2 separate regions of the Gossypium arboreum genome follow, and region 1 is linked to region 2. The links are chromatin contacts, called in public Hi-C maps. All regions are on one chromosome and are shown on one strand. The core of a region is the stretch at or near the end of the contact, and the rest is flanking DNA. Distances in the headings are between cores, read along the strand shown.

Evidence for each region. A called contact is a pair of places that touch in the nucleus more often than the background predicts.
Region 1: a Hi-C map of leaf shows a contact between it and region 2, with 2.5 times the contacts expected there. The contact joins the promoter of LOC128286646 here to the enhancer-like site in region 2. A contact is called at or near these places in 2 of 5 Hi-C or Micro-C datasets (both in leaf).

The regions. Positions count from the first base shown.
Region 1 is chr13:111,475,996-111,482,452 of ASM2569848v2, reverse strand. It overlaps LOC128286646 (aspartic proteinase nepenthesin-1-like), which reads right to left and starts at 2,975. Exons shown (of 1, transcript XM_053023972.1): 1 at 1,926-2,975. The coding sequence starts at 2,955. The coding sequence ends at 2,308. It overlaps LOC108462670, which reads right to left and starts at 2,260. Exons shown (of 3, transcript XM_017762590.2): 1 at 2,056-2,260; 2 at 1,681-1,751; 3 at 1,365-1,637. The coding sequence starts at 2,260. The coding sequence ends at 1,365.
Region 2 is chr13:111,358,699-111,365,408 of ASM2569848v2, reverse strand. No RefSeq gene overlaps it. Among protein-coding and RNA genes, the nearest start is that of LOC128286942, 8.5 kb to the right of the region's middle. Within about 2 kb of position 2,023, at least 1 of the 2 cell types and tissues checked has an H3K27ac peak or open chromatin away from gene starts, as enhancers often do. A contact at or near this core is called in leaf, where this site is marked.

The DNA.
Region 1 (6,457 bases), core at 1,726-4,225, 120 kb before region 2:
TATTTATATAGAACCAATACAAGAGTTCTGTTCGAATAAGGTCTAATTAAATAATAATAATTCATAGAAAATACAAATTTTACTCTAAGTAGAATCTAGGAGGAGCTACAACACTCCCTTGTAAATACTAGGGTTTGTCTCATCTATCAATTAACTAGGCGTAATTTGAGTCTTTCATGTATTTAGTACAACTATATGTGTTATTTGGACTTTTATCCAACATTTATAATTTATCTAACCCAATAATTATTTTTTATTTTCCAAAATATTAATTAATTATATTAATTTCTCAATTAAATTATTCTCTCAATCCATATCCAATTTGGTTAAAGTTATAACAACTTTACTGTATTAGAATTCAAAAGGAAATTAATTTAATTGTCTTATTCAATAAATTTATTGACTTATTAATTTAATTCTCACTTTAAACTCAATTATTTAATTATAATTAATTAAATAATAATTCAAAAATTAAATTAATTTCTAAATGATCTTTTATATTTAACGAAAAATACATTCATTACATATGGTGATACATCTGATTTCTTTCCATTACTTAAAAATTAAAAGAATTGAGTGAACCCCTTTATTAGATGGGTAGAAAAAAAATTAATATAGCTGATTCGGTCAAGAATAATTCGCACTTGGCATCCATCAGGGGTTGCAAAGAAGCGACGGCAAGTGGATTATTGGATTCAGTGGTTAGATCAACATTAACTCAATTTTCTGTGCAAAATTAAGGGTTATGGTCGATAGTCTCACTGTTGCTTAGTAAGCTGGTTTCCGCGTGGTACAGCTGGATAGTGATTGTTTTACTTCCATAGAATTCATTATGGGCGACAACAATGGTCTTGAAGCTCGACGCATTTTGGTGCGTTGGAGATTGGCAAGTGAAGTTCAAGCACATTTTCTGAGACGCTAATAAGGTTGTGAATATCACATGGTAAAAATGAGCACTACCTATGACTTCTACTTTTATAAATTTGGAAAATCACCTATAAAAATTCCTAAATAGTTTTAGAATGATTTTGAAAAGGCAGTGCATTTATATCCGATAAAATTGAAAATAATGATAGAGGTAAAAGATATATCTGTACCACAATCACCACCCACCTAAAAGAGTACTTGATAGTCGTGTGTGCAATTCTGTTTGTGATGTTTAAATTTTAGGCTCTCTCCATTCAAGGAAAAGAAAAAGACTTTGACCTTGAACAAAACTTTAATACTCTTATTATAATTAATATGTAAAGGCTCAAGAATACATGTAAGAGAAACTATAATGAAATTGGCAGAAAGAAAATTTTGAATTTAGTGAAAACTTTCCGAATGATTAAAAATAAATAAACTTGTTTGTCTGGATTCAATCATGCAATATCATTCATACAATTTTCATCAGCAAATTCGAGTACACCCCTTCCCCCATCGTAAATGATACGTTTATTTTGTTGCTGCCATGCTCCAAGAACAGAAACCGAACTTCCTTTTAATATTCCTACGCAGAAAAAATTAGGGGCAATAACATGCATATATTGCCCATTGACGGTGTAAACAGATTCATCAAAATGGAACGTTAAAGTTGCAAATTCATCAAAATTTGGTGGACGCTCTACATAGTTCAAATCCTTCTGGACTTGCCCCTGTTTGTTTAAGATATTTTGACCCATAGTAAGCAGCAAACACCTTTAGTACTTCAGCATATGCATTCCCTCCCAGTGCATCAGCATCAATATGAGTGAACAAAGCTCCAGAGTCTATGAAGAAACCCCCCAACCCATTTGGCCAGGGGCGAAACGGGGGGGGAGGCATGGGCCCCGGCCCCCCCTAAAATGGGAAATTTTCATTTAGGCCCTTTAAATTTTTTTAAAATTTTAAATTAGTAAAGGTAAAATTGCACTTTAGCCCTCCTTAAAATTATAAAAATTCAATTTAATCCTTTAAAAATTATAAATATATAAACTGTAAAAAATTAAATTTCCTTCGGCCCCCAAAAATTATTTTCTGCCCCTGCATTTGGCTTAATCTGAAAAATAGATGGTGGAAATCCTATACGATGACCTGCAACAGATATGTCTTTCAATCCCAAGTAGAAAAAATAAGATGTGGGAGAGGCTATCAACTGTGTTGATCCAACACTTTGTGGAGGCAGTTGTGGAATGTCTTCTCCAAACCTTAAAACCAAAGGACGAGGGGTTACATCATCAAAAGGGGCTAAACAGTACGAGAATCGATGTTGAATCAAAGCCGAAAACTGGGATGCCATTGAATCCGGTGAGAAGCTTAACCCGAAGATCCCTAAAATGTCAGTGTTCATAAAAGCAATATCCCGACTATCATACGAGCACCCAAAGATGACGTTGAACGGGTGCGTACTATGTTGGTCGACAAAGAAATGAAATGCTTCCGTGGACGCAATGGCACTGGTAGAGGCTCCACCACTGTATTGAGCATTGTACACACAATAACGACCATGTTCAAAATTGTAGAGTCTCCGGTCGCCGTGGCATAACTGGTGGAAGCAGCGGGATTATAAATTGGAAGCTTTTGTGGGAAACAATTTGTGCAAGGCAGACATTGGGTCCAAATTAAACCACCTCCAGTGTCCATCAACAACTTCACTGGATGTCCTTGGCTTCCTATTGTAAACGCTACCGCATAGTAGACAGCATCTCGGAGCATGGGTATCCGAATATTATCAGGAACTAGCTTTGCATCACCACTTGAAACTAGATTCAAATAATTAACCCTAGCATAGGAAATTTTGATCAATCTTTCTAGCCTTTCGGCTATAGTCAAGTTTTCAATAAGATATAATGGAGACTCTGGAGAATCATCTATGACAGCCCTTAGACTGAAACCAGTAGGTTTTGAAGTAACAAATGCAGAATGGTATAGAATTGACGTTACCAAGAGGCAAAACAGCAATTTAGAATTGATAAAACCAAGGGTTGAAGGCATTTTTGAAAAGAAAAAGTATGGCTACCATACGATTGTGCCATTGGTGTTTATATACAATACAATTATTGATTGATGATACTACTTGGTATAATGAAAAATTAAATGACAAGAACCTATCTGTTGTATTAATGATATCATTTGTTACCAAAAATGCGGACCCAAATTTAGGGAAAAAAACTCTTAAAATTGAACATTCTGCCCCAATTGTTAAGTTCATATATGGATAAGAATCCTCCATTTTCTTATATGTTTATTTACCAAAGAAAGAATGAATGATTCAAGTGAAGAACTTGGGCTGATGAGGGAGATGGGCCTTGATTCTATAAATGCGAATGAGGTGGTTGAAGCTGGGCTTAATGAAGAAACGAGGCCTCAAGGGTTGCTACAGGTTGAGAGTGAAAGGGTAAACGGTGAGGGAAGCGGGAGAAGAAAGAGTTGTGAAATTTCCAGTGTGCCTAAAACTCCGATTTTGTCAAGAAAGACCAAGTATATGTTAATAGAAATGTGAGGTATATTGATGACATTGAACACCAGTTTTTAACTTCACTAGAAAAGAAGAAGAAAGACTGAAAGAGGCCAAGAAGAAAAAATATAGTGGAAAAAATATTCAAGCAAGGAGATTAATTACGGACAGAATGGTAAATATTCAAAAAAATTTATTATATTTCATAATAAGGGTATTGTTTTTCAACACTTCATAATACATAAGTTAGTAATAAATTAATTTTGTTTGATAATTTTAATCACTCGCGTAAAAAAAATTTATACTTATTTGGAAGAAATTTTATTTTTATCAAAATTTTACCTTTTTTAATTTTTAATTTAAATTTTTACTACTTTATCTTTTATGTTAAGGAAAAAATATAAAATTGGTATCTAAATTTATTCACTTCTCCCAAATTAATACTTTATGATTTTATTGTCATAGGTTGGTATCCAAACTTTTTTTCCGTCAACTAAGTCGGTACTTTTTTATAACGTCGTTATGTTCAAGATAGATGACAGAATAATATTATGACACATGACATTAATGACCTTATAATAATGTCGTAATCTAAATAATATATTTTAACAACTATTCTATTTTCTTTCCATTTTTTCCTTCTTTTTCTCAGTATTCCTTTATTCTCCCAGTTTCCTTTGTTCTTTTTTGCTCTACTAAACATGTTTGTTTTCAATGGTTGATTTCATTTCCTCTCCTTCACCATTTTCTATTGTTGTTGCTGCTTGTTCTTTGTTCGAAAAGTCGATTGCGTTAACAACAACTTCATGTTCGACGTTGACATCTTCTATCGAAGGAGTACTTAACAACGGTGTCGAAGACAGTTATTGTATTTGTCTCAAGCCTTACACTGTACAAGACCCTACCAATACATGAATCATTACTCTTTGGCTCCTCTTTTGATTCAATTGTTCATTAAGCTCAAATTAACGCTATCACACTAAACCCATTCCAAATCAGCTAAAATTAAAATCTCAAGAAAGAAAGAAAAATGAAAAAACAAAGCAAGGAGAAGAGAATTGGTGAAAAAGTGAATGGGTTGTGAGAAATAGGCCTTTGTGGAAAGAAACAATGTGGTCATACTCGAAACAGAGGCAACCTTGGCAGTTACTGAAACGCTTGCAGACGACCGACAGCATCTTTGCACCATCGCTTGGGATGACGACCATGAGCAGTTTGTAAAAAAAATATTTAATATATTTTTATTAATTATAACATCATGATGTCATTAATACAACATGTGACAATATTATTTTGTCACATGTCCTGAACTTAACGGTGTTATAAAAAAGTACTAATTTATTTGACAAAAAAATTTCAGATACCAACTTGAAAAATGAAAATATAAAATACCAATCTAAAATAAATGGACAAATTTAGATACCAATTTTATATTTTTCCCTTCAAGTAAACTATTTCAATACTTTTAATTAAAACTTTTACTTATGTTAATACTTTAGGTAACCTAAACGATTAAGTATTATAGATTTGTAAATTAAAGAAGAATTAATTCCTCCAACTAAGGCACAACACATTTTTAGTCCGAATCAAAATCTACTAATCAATCCAATTGTTTTGTTTTATTTTTAACTTTTCTTTAGGCCTCAAAAAATACTTACATTTCTTCACTTTATTTATATAAGCTTAAGAGTTCAAACAATATAACATTAAGGGATAATGGCAAACCTGCCCTCTATATTTTTGTAAAACTTTCCATGTGTACCTAAAGTTTCTAAGGGCTTATTTAGTAATGTCTAAAAAAAAACACTTTCGGCTTGAAAAATACTTTTGAAATAAAAAAAGTGTTAAACAAACTGTTTTTAGTTGAAATTTTTTTCCTTTTCAAATACACTTATGAAAAACATTTTTGGAAACGAGAAACTAAAATTTTTAGCTTTTCCTCTTCTAAAAGTACTTTTGGTGCTTAATTATTTTTTTACCCCACCGACAACATAGTACTTTCCCTTCCCTGTTTTTTCTTGAGGCTTAATTATAAATGTACTAAAATCATTAATTAAAAATAAAAAAGTATTTTTAAAATAATGCAAATATGTTAATATCTAATTATAAATATTTAATGATTATATTTAAATATTTAAAATATAGTTTATATATTCTAATTAAATTTTATAAATAATTAATATTTATTGCTTAAAAATATTTAAAATTTATATTCATATATTAAAATATTAACAACAAGTTATAATAAATTATTTTTATATGCTTACTAAAATATAATAATATTAACCAATTTAAACATTATTTAAATGCATATTTGTTACTTGATAATATCATGTCTAAGATGGACATTTTATTTCTTAAAAGCACTTTTTGACAACAGTACTGAACACTCAAATCTTAAACCAAAATTTTCAAAAGATTTTTTCACAGCACTTTTTAAAAGCATTGTTAAACTAGCCCTAAATATCTAGCGTGTCCCTATTCTTTGCTTCCATCTTCCAAAAAAATACTTGGGTCTAATGGCGTTAAAGCATGATGTGGCAATACATGTGGATCACTAAAATACTACCACATCATATGGCAATACATGTGGATCACTAAAATACCACCACATAGCACTTTTTTGAAAAAAAGTCAACCTGTTAAACTTAGGGATATGGTAACAATTTTACCATTTAATTTCTAAAGCCTAAAATTTAATATAATAAACAAAGTAATTGAACAACCCCCATACAAGATTGAACAAAATAATTAAACAATAACAAAACAAAATGCAAAATTAGAACCCAGTAAAAATCAAATCACTGATTTAATCACAAACTTAAAAATTTAAGCATAAAGAACAAGTATTTTTCAGTAACTTATTTGAATCTACACATTCCAAAACCCCAAAACCACTATGTTCTTTGCCTAAAAATCTAATCTATTTGCCATTCAACTGTAGCAATGTTCTTCAAAGTAAGCATATCTATCTTTTCCATCATTGAGAAAACTTTTAAAATATATTAAAATCAGATTATAATACTCTCTATTCTACCT
Region 2 (6,710 bases), core at 774-3,273:
TTTTTTCTTTTTTATTTACTTGCGTCGCACTATTACTTCATTCCCCCCCTTCTAAGAACTCTACACCATTCCTCCAATTTCATTTTCCTTGGGTTGTATTTCCCATTTGCACCCTTAACTAGTTTCCATACTGGAGTTCAGCTTTTTCAAGCTCCTTTTGGCCTCCTTCTGTCATACACTTTTGTGTTTTGTGCCATATGATACCACATTTGCAGTAAAAAGCCGGGAGTCATTCATATTTTATGGCACAAACAATTTCATCATCTTCTTTTCCCACAAAATAGACCACTTTTCTTAGGGGCTTTAGTATATCTATTCTTACCTTCCATCACCTCACCAATTGCTTCTCCTACTTCTAGCGTTGTTTGTCTATCCATTTGATCAAATAGAATGTTGTATATTCTCACCCAGAAGGGTGAAAGGTTGAAAGTATACACTTCTATCTCTTTGTCCTTCACATACAGAGTTAGTGAAAATAGATTTTGATCGAAAAGCCATGGAGAAAGGTTTAATATTCTTGGCCTATCATCCACCTCCCCGAATTTTACCAAAATGACTTTTTCCTTTAGTTCCAAAAAATTCACCTCTTCTTTTGTATACCACACTGACCGTAAAACCCTATACATTAATTCTTTATTGATTTTTTCATTCGACATAACATTGCCAATCGCCTAAGCCTCGTAACCCTTTGAAGTAGATGAGAATCTACTAGAGCTAAACACACACTTTGATTCTTCTTTAGAGACAGACAGCTTTTTAAGAAGATCTTTCAATTCTTCCGCTATTACTTTGACTGGAAAGAATCAAAAACACCGATAAAACCACAAGACACTCTCACAAGACCACCAGGTGAAACCTGAGCAAACCCCAAGAGAGGCTGCCAACCGTTCCAACACCTGCACTATAGAGAATCACAGAAAAACACACAGAGATCCAAATAAAAGTAACCAATCGATAGGAAAGTAGGAAGAAAATAAGAAACTAGTACCACAGAAGCCAAGAAAATCTAATGAACCTGAAAACTCACCAAGAAAACTCCAAAGGAAGATCGAGTCACTAACAAGGAGAAAGAAGCACAGGCGCCACAACGAAAAAATGATATAGAAAATAAGATATCAACTAACTTTCAAGGAACCTAACTTCTATAAACAACAGAAAAAACTAAAACCTAAAAAGACCAAAATCAAGAGACACCAAAGTGCGAAACTCAACACTTAATGTAAAACTAACTAGACTTGTCAAAAATAAGTTATTATTAACGTAAAAAAGTCAAAGAAAAAATTTACCATAAATGCTGTATCATGTATGGCCATACAAGATTTTACATGAAAGACGTACAAAAACATGCATTCGACGATAAAAAAAATTAAGCGAAAAGATTAAAAAAATGAAAAAAAAAAGTGACACAACCTTTTTTAAGAATCGATGACCTTTCCCATCTGGCAGGGCCTAATTCAGGCTAGAAATTTTACGACCACCCACGTAAGCACCGTCTATACTCCTTGGATGGCACGTCACCACTTTAACACAACCCCACCTCAAGCAAGGTTAAACAACATCACACAACCATCCAATTATTCTTTTGGAAAGAATAAAGATGGATACCACTACCAAAAAAAAAAAGAATGAAAATCCACTCAATCTTGGAGTAAAAATTTCAAGTCTTGCATCATAGTTTTCGAATAAGCGCTTCAAAATCATCCTAATTTCTTTCTTATCCAGAGGGCCACCATTTACTTGGCAAATATGAGGGACTTTTGAGAGATTGGACCGTGTAATAGGGAACACTGTTTGGCTCCAAGCTTTTTCGAAATGCTAGTAACAAAAAGGACGCCCCTTTTGCTTTCTGACCACATGGTCCCAACATCCAAATTTTTCAACTATCGTAAAAGATCTGTGGAATTATGGCGGAAGCATGTCTGACACCTTGGGGAAACTTACCATAGGCCTTAAAGAGTGGAACAAAAAGGTGTATGGTCACATTGAGGAGCGTAAGCAAAAACTTTACAACCCCTAAATCGAGTTCAAAGTGAAATGGAAGGTCAAACTCAGCTAGAATAACTACAAGGGAAATGGGTATTAGAAAAGTGCTAGAAGAAGTGCTTATCATGAAGAGTTACTTTAGAAACAAAAGTCAAGATGTGATTGGTTCAAGTTCGGAGACAGAAACACAAAATTTTTTCATAACCGGACACTACATAGAAGGAGAATCAATCGTATTAACGACATACGTAATAGAAATGGCGACTGGCTATACGAACTAGACAAGATTCAATCGGAAGCAGTATCTTATTTTCAACAATATATGGAGAGCAGTTGTGTGAAATGAAAGAATAACCACCTAGTTCTTTCCTTCGAATGGAGCAAAGTGACATTGACTTTCTAGGAAAGGATGTCTCAAATGAAGAAATTAAAAAAGCTATCTTTGATATGGCCCCGCTTAAAGCCCCCGGAAGTGATAGGTTTTATGCACTATTTTTTTCAAAATCAATGGGATAACATCAGGGGGACAATTTGCGAATGGGCGAAAAAAGTGTTTAAAGGAAAACCCATTGACCATGAATTAAACAATACACTTATTGTTCTTATTCCAAAGATTACTTAACCAGAAGAAATGTCACAATTTCGACCTATTAGCTTGTGCTTTGTGCTTTATAAGTAGGTCATAAAAGTAATAGCTAACAGATTTAAAGCTCTTTTCTCTAAAATTATTGCACAGGAACAAGATGGGTTCATCGCTGGCCAAAGTATCTCTGATAATATTCTAATTGCTCAAGAAGTTATTCACTCTATGTGAGGAAAAAGTAAAAAATGGATGGCCATTAAAAATGATTTGGAGAAAGCTTATGATAGAATTCAGTAGGATTTCATTAATAAATCTATGCAAGCAGCCAGGATATCAAACTTTTTACATAAAGCGATTATGTCGACCATTTCAACTTCCACTATGCAGGTTTTTTGGAATGGAGTGCCTACATCAAAATTTTGACCTGCAAAAGGAGTACATCAAGGATTCCCACTGTCACCTTACTTTTTTTTCTTATGTACGGAATGGTTAAGCCATAGCATCAAAATAGCCGAGAGTTCTGGTGAATGGATTCCTATCAAGCTTGCACGGATAGGACCAACTTTGTCACACCTTTTCTTTGCTGATGACTTAGTAATTTTCTCCAGAGCAGATATAAAGCATGGCTCCCTAATAAAAAACATTCTAGATCATTTTTGTATCATCTCGGGCCACCGAGTCAATGCACAAAAAACCAATATTTTCTACTCTCGAGGATTTGTTGAAAATCTAAGCAACCAATTAAGCGGATTACTAGGCTTTCAAAAGGTCCAAAAGTTGATAACGTATTTAGGAATTCTTCTTTTTCATAAAAAAGTCACTAACGCAACCTTGGGTTTTGTAGTTGAGAAGGTCTAAGTTAAGTTGTGTAATTGGGATGCAAAACAACTCTCTATGGCAAGGAGATTCACTTTAGCACAATCAGTCCTCCTCGCTATTCCAAATTACTTTATGCAGTCCATACGGGTACCAAAAAGGGGTATGCGAGGAGATTGAGCGCTTGGCTGGACAATTCATCTAGGGAGGTACTGCAAGTAAACGAAATATGATACTAGATAATTGGGATTATGTGTGTCAGCCTTGTAAGTTTGGTGGCCTAGGCATTCGCCATTTAGAATATAAGAATGCCTCTTTTTTTGCTAAAATTAGGATTTAATCTTGTCAATAAGGAGAAAGCTTAATGGGTTAGGGTGATGCACACAAAATATAGTATGAGTGAAAGGATTCCTAAAAGCATTGAAAAAGGAAGTAGCTCAGCTATCTGGAGAGGGATTGCAAAAGTTTGGCCCATGCTAAGAGGGAATTGATGATGGTCTGTTGGTGAAGGTTCCTCAATCCGTTGTTGGGAAGATTTCTAGATTCCAAAAGTAGGACCATTAAAAACGTTGGCTTCTCTTATTGACCGTCCAACCATGAATTGTCTTCTAACAGATATGGTTAGAGATGATGGAGCTTGGAATTTATAGGCCTTTAGAGAGCGACTACCTAAAGAAGTTGTTAAAATAATTGTGAGCATTCCTCCCCCACACCCTTCACCAGGTCCAGACAAAATTTTTTGGACTCATATAGCTAACGACGGATTTTCGGTAAAAAGCACTTATCATATGATTAGAAAAGACACATGAAATGAATGAGATGATCGGTGGACAATTGTTTGGAAGAATCAAGGACCACAACAAATTCGTTTTTTTCTTATGGCTTGTTTGCAAATAGAGATTGCTTACCAATCAAAAATGTGTTAGAAGGGGAATCGCGCAAAACCCATCGTGCCTGGTCTATTCCCATGGAGTTGAAGATATTTTGCATGTTATCAGGGACTTTTCGGGTATTGAGAATGTGGAAGTTTTTTGTACCATGAAATTGCTAACCTCAGTTTTTCTTCGAAAATCTCTTAGATTGTATTAAAACAAACTTAAGTGATACGGGTTGGATGAGGGGTAATGGGGCCCTCCGGCCTACCTTTTTAGGTTTCTAGTCTAGCGTATATGGAAAAGCAGGAATCTTTCTGTTTTCCAAGGCTTAGCTTGGAATTTTTTGGAAATCATTAAGATATCAATAAGTTGGGCTGAACAATATTGCATAGCACATAGCTGAGATTCATTTAGGAGGAATAACTCAGATCATAGGACTTTTTTAGGAAATTATTGGAATGGTAGGGTAGCTAATTTGTAGGCATAGAGATTTTTTTAGTTAAGTTTTTTCACAAAAAAAATTAATATTTATCTCTCTCGAGTGCCATTGTTGTCTGAATATGAATTAAGATCGCTTCTTCGACGAACTATTACTTTAATGCTTCATTTTTTATATAAATCAAATTTATTATTGCTAACAATATCGAAGAACTATTACTTTAATTCTTATTATCTAACTATTGAATTCTATTTATAAAACTAAAGTTAAATTTAATTGGTATATAACTCTAATACTAATTAAGTGATATTAAGATGTTTATAGTTCTATTCAATTATTAGCTCTATTTTACATAAATAAAACTAGCACAACTCTTTTAAAAGAAATAAAAGTCAACTTTTGTAATAATTTCAATTTTAAATTATAATTATTTTTAACTAATAATGGTAAATTAAATGATAATTATAATTATCACAACTTTTATTATATTATAATTATTTTTAAATGTGTAATTATCATCTTTTTATTATATTATAAATATTTTTAAATGTCAATTTAGTAACACGATGAAAAAATATTTCAATTCAAAAGTTTTTCTAAACTCGTACTTTTATATTAAAATAATATAATAATTATTACTATAGATTTATCACAAAATTTAAATTGTAAATTACGAAAATAATTTCAAAACATAGAAGTATAACTAAAATTATACAATAAACTTGATATTTATTACAAAATTTATTTATTTTTATTAATAGCTTACACAACTATTATAATTATAATTGTGAAATTAACTATAGTCAACTCTCAATATAACAACCCTATTTGTGTGTTCAAATTTTGGCTGTTATAGAGAGTTGTTATGCACTATAACAAAATGTTGTTTTAAAGAGATAATTGTTATAAATCTACCATAAAATTCATATTGTGAATTTTCATAAAATAAAGAAAGTAAGAATTATGTTTTAAAAGAAAAGAAAGTGAGAATCAAATCAACAAAATTATTGTACAAAAAAGAATAAAATTAAAAGCGTATAACAAGTGCATACATTACCATTTTTATGCATATTTGATTTTACATTTTCACATGATTAATTATAAAGTTCATAAGTCTAACAAGTTTAATTAATCAATTTGAGTTATTAAATTTAATTAATTAATTTATCATAAGTTACTTAATTCAAGTAATCAATTTATAAGTTTATGATGTTTCAAATTCATAGTAAAATATTTAATTAGGAATTTAATAGTTTATTGAATTAATATCTTTAAATTCACTCATTTAAGATTAATTTTAATTAAGATAATTTTCATTTAATAAATAATAATTAATAACTTGCTTATATGAAATAGTTATAATTTTACTTAAAATTTTAGACCATATGTTGTTATAGAGAATAAATTTATAGCGTACTTCATAACTAGGAATATTGATGTTACAAGTGAAAATTTGTTATAAAGGGTTAAAATAAACATAAAAATTTATTTTCTAGAAACTTAATTATTATAACAAAATGTTGTTATGTGGGTGACTATTGTAAAGAAGACAAATTATATTAGGTGGTTGTGATTTAATGCTATCTTGTATAACATTTTTATCAATAATTTACTTTAATAAGAATTTTAAAATACTATGTAAACTTAATTGGAAATTACGTTATTAACTTTTATGTTTAATAATAAGTTTATACTAAATATAGTATTTATTAATTTAAATAAAATAATAAAATTACAACTTTACTAATTTTAAATAGTTAAAAGTAACATAAACAAAAGGAAAACCATCATCTCTTTCCATATGTATATCAAATTATTAAAAATGCTTTTAATAAAAGTAATTTTTTTAAATTATATTTCAGTGAAATCACTTTTACTAAGTTTAAAGTTGAGGCTTTAAAAAAAGTATATAATAATACTATGATATTATAATATATAAATAATAAGATATAATAATATAAATGATATTACAATAAGGGAATATCAGTAACATGCATTCATCTCGGACATGAAC